Regions from separate parts of the Mus musculus genome. Here all the other regions are linked to region 3. A link is a contact called in public Hi-C data. All regions are on one chromosome and are shown on one strand. Each heading gives the region's core, a stretch centred on a gene start, on an enhancer-like site or on the middle of the called end of the contact. The rest is flanking DNA. Distances are from core to core; before and after follow the strand shown. Region 1 overlaps Frmd4a (FERM domain containing 4A). Region 2 overlaps Frmd4a (FERM domain containing 4A). Region 3 overlaps Frmd4a (FERM domain containing 4A).

What was found. Hi-C and Micro-C count contacts between places; a contact is called where the count stands out from the background.
Region 1: a Hi-C map of the N1E-115 cell line shows a contact between it and region 3, with 9 times the contacts expected there. The contact joins two enhancer-like sites. A contact is called at or near these places in 3 of 484 Hi-C or Micro-C datasets (the N1E-115 cell line, bone marrow-derived macrophages and embryonic fibroblasts) and 6 of 115 datasets of contacts at active chromatin or transcription factors (differentiating embryonic stem cells, embryonic basal ganglia, embryonic forebrain and 3 more).
Region 2: a Hi-C map of the N1E-115 cell line shows a contact between it and region 3, with 2.9 times the contacts expected there. The contact joins two enhancer-like sites. A contact is called at or near these places in 5 of 484 Hi-C or Micro-C datasets (the N1E-115 cell line, bone marrow-derived macrophages, cerebellar granule neurons and 2 more), 3 of 115 datasets of contacts at active chromatin or transcription factors (embryonic basal ganglia, embryonic forebrain and pancreatic cancer cells) and 1 of 9 other capture datasets (embryonic stem cells).

What each region holds. Positions count from the first base shown.
Region 1 is chr2:4,451,800-4,454,499 of GRCm38.p6, reverse strand. The region is part of intron 2 of Frmd4a (FERM domain containing 4A); the gene reads right to left. Among named protein-coding and RNA genes, the nearest start is that of Gm39751, 61 kb to the left of the region's middle. Within about 2 kb of position 1,424, at least 42 of the 459 cell types and tissues checked have an H3K27ac peak or open chromatin away from gene starts, as enhancers often do. A contact at or near this core is called in the N1E-115 cell line, where this site is marked.
Region 2 is chr2:4,435,269-4,437,968 of GRCm38.p6, reverse strand. The region is part of intron 2 of Frmd4a (FERM domain containing 4A); the gene reads right to left. Among named protein-coding and RNA genes, the nearest start is that of Gm23691, 56 kb to the right of the region's middle. Within about 2 kb of position 1,443, at least 43 of the 459 cell types and tissues checked have an H3K27ac peak or open chromatin away from gene starts, as enhancers often do. A contact at or near this core is called in the N1E-115 cell line, where this site is marked.
Region 3 is chr2:4,227,451-4,230,150 of GRCm38.p6, reverse strand. The region is part of intron 1 of Frmd4a (FERM domain containing 4A); the gene reads right to left. Among named protein-coding and RNA genes, the nearest start is that of Gm39752, 19 kb to the left of the region's middle. Within about 2 kb of position 1,375, at least 28 of the 459 cell types and tissues checked have an H3K27ac peak or open chromatin away from gene starts, as enhancers often do. A contact at or near this core is called in the N1E-115 cell line, where this site is marked.

The DNA.
Region 1 (2,700 bases), core at 175-2,674, 220 kb before region 3:
ATAAGGAGTTAAGACTCTGGGCGTGTCTGTGAGGGAATTCTAGACAAGGGAAGACCGACTCTAAACTCCATTCCAGGAGCTGAGGTTCCAGAGGACTCTATAACAAAGGAAAAGGAGTGAGCCAAAGTCCCACCTCAGCTCTCTGCTTCCTGACTCTAGCTAGATGCACAGTGGCCAACTACCTCAACCTCTGTCCTCTATAAACTCTCCACTAAATAAACTGCATCCTTTGAGTGTAAGCCCAAATAAAGGCTTCTGTCCCTAAGCTGTTTTTCTTGGGTCTTCGTTGCAGCAATTAGATAAGTAACTAACACAGTTCCTTCATTTCCACCGAGCTGGGTGGTGAGTGTGGACTGATTGCAGGGGTGGATGGATGGATGGATGGACGGATGGATGGATGGATGGATGGGTGGGTGGATGGATGGATGGATGGATGGATGGATGGATAGAGGATGGATAGATGGATGGATGGATAGATGGATGGATGGATGGGTGGATGGATGACTGGATGGATGGATGGATGGATGGATAGATGGATGGATGGATGGATGGATGGATAGATGGATGGATGCACAGATGAACGAGCGCAGGATGACTGGATGCATGGTGAAGGAGGGAGAAGAGGAGCTTTCAGATTTATTGAAACCAACATGAGCCTGGGTTCTGTTCCCTCATCCTGTAAGCCTTTAGCTAACTCACCTGCTCAGCTCTGATTCCTGCCAAGTTCAGCCCCTCCCAAAGCTACTTGATGACGTCTTACTTAGGAGGGCTCAGGGGGGTCTGTCTTTATTTCCTCCTCCCTCTCCCTCCCTCTCCCTTTCCACCTTCCCTTCTGTCAGCCATTTCTGCTTTCCTTTCTGCAGTGATTGGGATGGAACCAAGGGCTTTGCCCAGCCTAGGCAAGCGGGTGACAACTCAGCTACATCCTATAGCCCCAGTCTCTGATTTTTAAAAAATATACATGATCTATAGCCCAGGTTAGCCTCGAAATCACGATCCTTCTGACTCAGCCTGTTAAGTACTGAGTTGATGGGGTTGTATTCTCACAGCTGGATCAGGGAAGCAGCTTCATCCACTGGGAATTTCTCTTTGCTCACTGGGACTCTTCAGCTATGGGTCCAGCACTGAGGGCCCACTGTGTCCCACCCCTGCTAGCGAGCTGAGGAAGCTGTACCAGTGTGACCGAAGGAGACACAGGGTAAAGGCAGGCTTTCCACACTTCCCTTTTCTCCTCCTGGTCTCTTCTTGTCTTAAGCATTTCATTAACTGTATCTGGGGCTGGCAGGGCGTTCTGCAACATTTAACTGGAAGACTCTTAATGAGGCGGTTCCCATGCAATGCCTCAAACCCTCTGACCCCTCCTTGTCACTGCCATTGGAGCCTAGCCATGACCTCATCTGCAGATGCATTGTGTATTTCCTCAGCTGGCCTTGCTCGCTCTCTTGAGGCCTCACGTTCTCCTTTCTGGAATAGAGTTAATAGGCTTTGCATTCATAATAGTCTGTCAGTCTGTAAGAGGGAAATCATCACAGGCTATGACCCCAGGGCAGCCAGTGTCATCAGCTGCCAGGCTGAGTGTCCATTGAGCTTGGAGCTGTCACCTCTCACCTCTTCCTTTCATATGTAGGAGAGAAGGTCAGACTGTGGCCCAAGTCACAGGCACAAAGGAGATGCCATTGTCTGCATAGCTGCCTTTCCCAGCCTCTCAGTCAGCCTGGCTGACTTCCCAGGAAGTCAAGGATGTGTTCAAAGGAAATGATGAAAAGCCATGAAAGTGTATCTTCCTCCAAAGCCACGAGGATGTGGGACGCAGCTCGGTGGTAATGCGTTTGCCCACCGTGTGCAAAGTTCTGGGTTTCATTCCCTAGACAATCAACAATCAGAAAAACGAGGATGGGGCTTCCCACACCCAGAGGCACCACCTCATTTCCCTTCCCTTCCGGGGAATGAAGAGGTCAGAAGATGTGAGTTACTGCTTAGGTACATACAAGTTCATGCAAGAGCAGAGGTCAAGATTCTTACCCCAACTCCACTGACTTCAGAATTTTGCAGTTCAGAGTACAGAAAAGTTGGGATCTACAGCCTATCATGGACTTGGTTTAACCCAGTCCTAAGAACCCATCCTTGACCTCAGCCAGTACAATCCCAGCACAGCCACCTAATCTGTAGCTGCAGCTTCCCACCCTGGGACTCACCTAACGTCTCTGTTGGAGATCCTGCTTGGCTACACTGTAGCCTTGGTAACTAGCCAGGTGTTCACACCTGGATCTCATATCTGGATTTCTGTTCTCCAGGGAGTACCTTAAGGTAGGGGGGCTGGACTAGAAGAGAGATGTGCTTTCCATACCTTGAGGCACCACCACATTTCCTTATCTTCTGGAAAATGAAGAGGTCAGAAGATGCTAAGTGAGTTCCCAATTATGCCTCTGTGAAAACACAGCCTAAGCACTATATTAAGCATTTCTTTCTTTCTTTTACCCCTTAAGGGGCTATGATATGAAATTCTTGAGTAGAATTATTATTATTATCATCATCATCATTTTAAAGATGTATTTATTTTATGTATGACTACACTGTCACTGTCTTCAGACACACCAGAAGAAGGCATCAGACCCCATTACAGATGGTTGTGAGCCACCATGTGGTTGCTGGGAATTGAACTCAGGGCCTCTGGAAGAGCAGTCAGTCCTCTTAACCACT
Region 2 (2,700 bases), core at 194-2,693, 210 kb before region 3:
AGCCAAGCACGGGAAGGACAGGATGGAGAGTAGGCATCTCCAGCATCTCCAGCCCCAGGGATGACTGGTTCAGGACTTTGGTCACCTAGCAAATATACCTAGGAAACTGGTATCTGAGTAGGCAAGCTACCACAGTCGACATGAGAGTTACCATGCAAACCAGCATCAACCCTAGCTGTGTAAACCCCTGGGTGCCTTTGTCACGAATCCTTTCCACAAAGACCAACTTCTCCTCACTATTTCCAAACCTCTGTTAAAGGTACACACAGAGGTGTGTGTTTGTGTGTGTGTGTGTGTGTGTGTGTGTGTGTGTGTTTCATTTGTCTCCTCTATCAACAAAATTATTCACATTCCGCTGAACTGTGCTGTGTGGCTATGGGCTTAGCTCTGTTGTTCACCTCATCTCTTCTCATCCCTCCTTAGCAAGGAACTCATCGTTCAAATCCTCTCATGAGGGTCTTTGTGCGTTCTCTTACAGCCCTACCCAAGAGGATCTGTGGAAATGGTTTTGTGAGGGACTTAGCAGTAAAACCAGAGCCAAAATAAAAGGACAGAGAGCAACTTTAGCTAGCTTGCAAGGAGAAGAATTTACTACACCCTCCTCCTACTTTGCTCACTCCCCCTTCAACTTCTGCTTTGAGCCAAATATCAGCAGTGCTCATTGAGTAGATTTGTAAACCAAGCTAAGATCGGTTTCAATGAAGAAATGGAACATACAAGGGGAAGCAGGAGGGCTTGGGGGAATGGGAGCTCTATAGTGGTGTTGCTAGGCAACCAAGGTCCTGGACCAGTCATCCCTGGGGCTGGAGATGCTGAATGGCCTACCCTCCATTCTTGTGCTTGGCTGAGCTGTCTGGTTCTGGAGCCACATACGTGTGAGGGAGTTCCCAGATGGTAGCATCAATCTGGTATGTTCTGCTACTCTGCCCTGTCTCATATCCCCCAGGGAGACTGGCTTTTGCCGCCTTTGTTTTCCTCCAGCACAGAAAGAGCTCACTAGCTCCCCCACTCCCACTCCCACTCCCGAATGTTTTTAAAAGTCCTTGCTGGAGAGGGGGGAAGGTTTGGCATCTTCTAGCTCCTCCCCAAAGGGGAAACTATTCATCTGTGCGTGCATACCTCATGAGCTGTTTCCTATTCCTTCACGCTGTTAAATGAACTCTCGATGACATATGGAATTACCATCACGTCATCTGGCTATACTCTATCGTCACATTTGTTTGCTTTACCATGTGCCTTTAAGATGTTAAATATTATTGGCCACCCCCAGGGGCTGGGGCGACATCTGGTTTGCTCATTTGGTAGTGTGCCTGCTTCACAGAACAGAGCTTAATAAATGATGCTGGCAATCACTCTGAAGGTAGAGGTCAGCTCACGGCGGCGCTGTCCCGCCCGCTCTGGCTCGTCTTGACAAGGTGGCCTGAGAGATCCAGGACAGACGGTTTATGATGCTGAGTCCCTTTGTCTACTCCTTGCCTCTGCGTGCATCCTTAGCCCTTGGCTGAGGCAGGGACTCCTGGTGAATGGAGCACAGAAGGAAGCAGATGGCAGATACGGGCCAGACTTCAGCAGACGGGTCAGCCAGCCAATCAGAAGATACCACCTGCCTACCCTGTTCAGCTGAGAAGACATGAAATCAACTTGTCTTGTCTTTTTTTTTTTTTTTTTGGCAACATGTGCTTTGAGGGAATTCCTGGTTTCTGGTTTGCTCGGGAGAAACCAATCCTTTTACATTTTTTAGAGGATGTTATCTGTGAAGTGTCTGTGAGGGTAATGTGTATGTAGGCATGCATGGACAAAGTCTGCTTGTTTATTCTATGTGGCACTCTTAGAGCCAGACATATTTTTAAAAAGTTAGTTGTACACTTGCTTTTCTAGTCCATAGTAGGCAGCGTGTCAACTCTGTCTCCAAGTACTACTTTACTTAAAGCCCACGTTAACTTCCTTAATCCTTAAGACCAATACACACTAGTGTCTGTGTCAGAGAAAAGCAAGAATGGTAACAGTCACCTCACCCTTCTGCCATACCAGGCAGCCCTTACCGCTACCAGAGACACCTCAGGATAGCCGTGACACTTTACGAACTGGTGGTTTTCTTTTTTAGTGCCCTCCATGCCGGGGTTCTTGAATGTGGACATCGTAGATGACCATGTATGTCATGATGTCAAAAGGTTGGATATGCCTAGATTAGAAACTGAGTTCAAAGCAAAGGAAAGGGCTGGGGAGATAGGCCAGTGAGTAATGCTCTTGCCTTACGGGCTTGCGGACCCTGGAAGCTCCTGCCCTAGGGACCTGTTCAAGAGTAGGGGCACAAAGTAATGGCAGGCAGCACTGTCTTGTTACCTTCCTAACTTCTGTTGGGAAACACAGACTCCTTAGAGTCTCCCGGATTCTCAGAACCATGGGATTCTCAGAATCACGGGTTCCTCTATTTTACAGGAAGTAGACAGTTTGAAATTTTCTGTCACCAGCCACCAAAAGACTGGGTTAGAGGGGACAGATGTGGTCTTCCTTAGCATGTTGCCTCCCATCCCACTGAAGCTTCATAAACACAGCAGCAATCTCGGGGAATGGTGGCCATCTGTGCAGGCGGGGAGGACTTCAGTGTGTAAAGCTTTATTGTGTGAGGTGACAAAGTTGGCAGAACAAAATATCCACTCATGAAAAGTGATGGGAAAAGCAGAGACGAGACCGTCCAGG
Region 3 (2,700 bases), core at 126-2,625:
ATCTCTCCAGCTTTGGTCTTAGTATAGTTTGTCTCTTCTGAAACTTACCCTGACCTCTGCTGGTCCGGCAGGCTGAGAGGCAGACCTAAGGGCAGACTTACACAGCTGGAGCATTTTGAGTGGCTTGCTTCCTTTCTCTTGGGGATGGAGTCTGTTATCACTAGAATGGGTCGTTACAAATATAAGCTCCCCTACCCATGCCCTTCTTGCTGTAACTTCACTTTATTATGTCTTTAATTCCTTTCTGATTTCCACCATGGGTCAAATATAATGAAGCTCGTTTTGTAAATAACTCAGCCTCAGGTAGTCTACTACAGCACGAGGAAACAGATCAAGATGTCCTCTGCCTGAACTTCCTGTCTGACTACCTATCATCTATTTATCCATTCTGGGTTGCCTTGTGATGCACACCACACCCCTTGGCAGAGAGAGGAAGATATGGCACTCTGATGGATGCTCGAGCCCCCTTTACAGTTGCTGGCTCTTGCATTAGCACCTGGGTGGTAAGGAAGGCAGCATCCTGCTCGGCTTCTGGGAAAATAGTGGGTTTTGGAACATTTTAATGATGGGGAAGGTCAAGAACTTGAATGCAGTTTCCTCTCTGCAGATCTTCCCTCCCCAGCCTCACTCCTTTTATCATATGAGATTTCTTTGCATATCTGAAGAAAGTTATCAACATCTTTCTTGTCTTTTTTTTTTTTTTTCTGGACAAATACTTTCAGCTCCATTCCAATAAAATTCAAATTTTCTTCTCTAAACACAATAGTCCTTAGCACAGTGACAAGAGCAGAGTGACCTGTCTTACTTCTTTGTGTGTGTACATGTTGATGTGCACACACACATCTGGATAGATGCACATGTTCCTCTGCACACACACATCTGGGTTGATGCATATACGTGTGTAGAAATGTGCATGCAGGATCTGAGGCCATCACTGAGTTCTTCCTTTATGGGTCTCTATCTTACTCCTGGGCATCGGGCTTTCTCACTGAATCTGGAGCTCCCTGAATGGCTAGACTGGCTTCCATCAAGCCCCTGCGACCCTCTTATCTCTGTCTCCTCTGAGCTGGGATTACAGACAAATGCTATCACTCCCAGCCCTTTCCATGGGAACTGGAAATTGAACTCGGCTCCTGGAGCTTCCATGGCAAGCACTTCACTAACTGAGCCATCTCCCCAGCTCAGCCATGTGACTCTCTACAAGATGCTTATGATAAGATCTTCTTCCTGTCCTGATCGTAAGCTGATAGCTTCGTGCTCAGAGCTAGAGAGCATTGGTCTTTTTAATGGTTTCAGCTGTGTGTGGACACCACAGGGCTTATTGTCAGTGAAGTCCTTGGTGCTGTTTCCTAGCAGCTGAAAATGCATACATCTCTCCTCTCTCCTGCTCACTCTGCCCTTCCAGCCTGCAGCAGTTCCCTCTAGAGGTTCATTCTGTCACCAGCAGATTACCCATTCTGCCTGGCTTTGTGTCATCTGCCTGACAATGTCACTGAGCAGAGGAGGGATCCCAATGAATGAGACAGTCACTCTGAAGTGTGCCCGACCTTGCTCACCTCTTTCAGCCTGCCCATCCCCCAGATTCTCTTTGCGCTGTGCTCATGTGTCTTCTAGGATCTGTCTTTGGGCTCAGCTGTTTGGCTCATGAAGACCACTGTAGGTGTGTGTATGTGTATGTGTGTGTGTGTGGGGGGGGGGGCTTGCTTCTGTCTCAACATGCTGACTGTTTCTTTCCTGTTGGGATTGTGGAATCCTGGGTTTCTATTTAATTCTGGAACTACTCTCAGTAGCTCCCCAGGGCTTCATCTGACCCCACACCTTACACAACTTCTTTTTACATCCTCCTTCATGATGTCTTGCCTCTGAGCACTGCTACGCTAACCTTCAGTTCAGGTCTGCTGTTAGGAGGTTCCATGAAAATAACACAGGGGGAAGGGAGGCTTCTTATAGCAAACACCGCTATCTCAGCCCTCATGGTTCACTTAGGAAGATAATACACGGCGCAGAGGCGGCGGAGGGCGGGGCCCCCGTCATTGATACATTGGTATCAAAGGCAAGGTGGATTAGAGGTCTTCTCTATCACAGACCTGTAAGGAAATCCTAGTTGAGAAAGAAGGTGGTGGGGACTCATCCCCTTAACCCCTATAGTCTTGTCACCACCTCTTCAAAGCCACTTTCTTGGAGTGCCCCTAGAACTTGAAATCTCTTTCCTCTCACAGCTGATCTTCCTGTCACAGTTGGCTCCCAGTGTCATCTTCTTCCCACAGGATCTGCTGCTGGCTCTCAAAGGGTATTTCCACGGGGGAGGGAAGGGTATCTAATGTGATTGCTGCTGGCCAGCTTCCCATCCATTGTCCAACTGTTCTTCATTGGTCTGGGCAGCTAGCCCCATGCATGCACAACATGAGGCGGCTTATCAGCACCATTTCCCACACAGGACTGGCGAGTCCAGCGGTGTGCTGTCACCTGCTGTAGGAGAACAAAGGCCTTCTCCCCCCATCTTCTTCCCCAGAGTGCTGGGAATCAGGCCAGCTTCATTCTGTGTTTTCAAACATGCTAGTTTCTGTGGCAGCTTTTATAATGATTATCTCCCGAGAGTCTTGGCCTCAAAACACTTTATTTATTGAGGGTGGAAAAAAATTCACCCTTTTTAACCATTAAAACCAAGAAGGTATAGTTTTACTGGAATGTTTTCCCTTG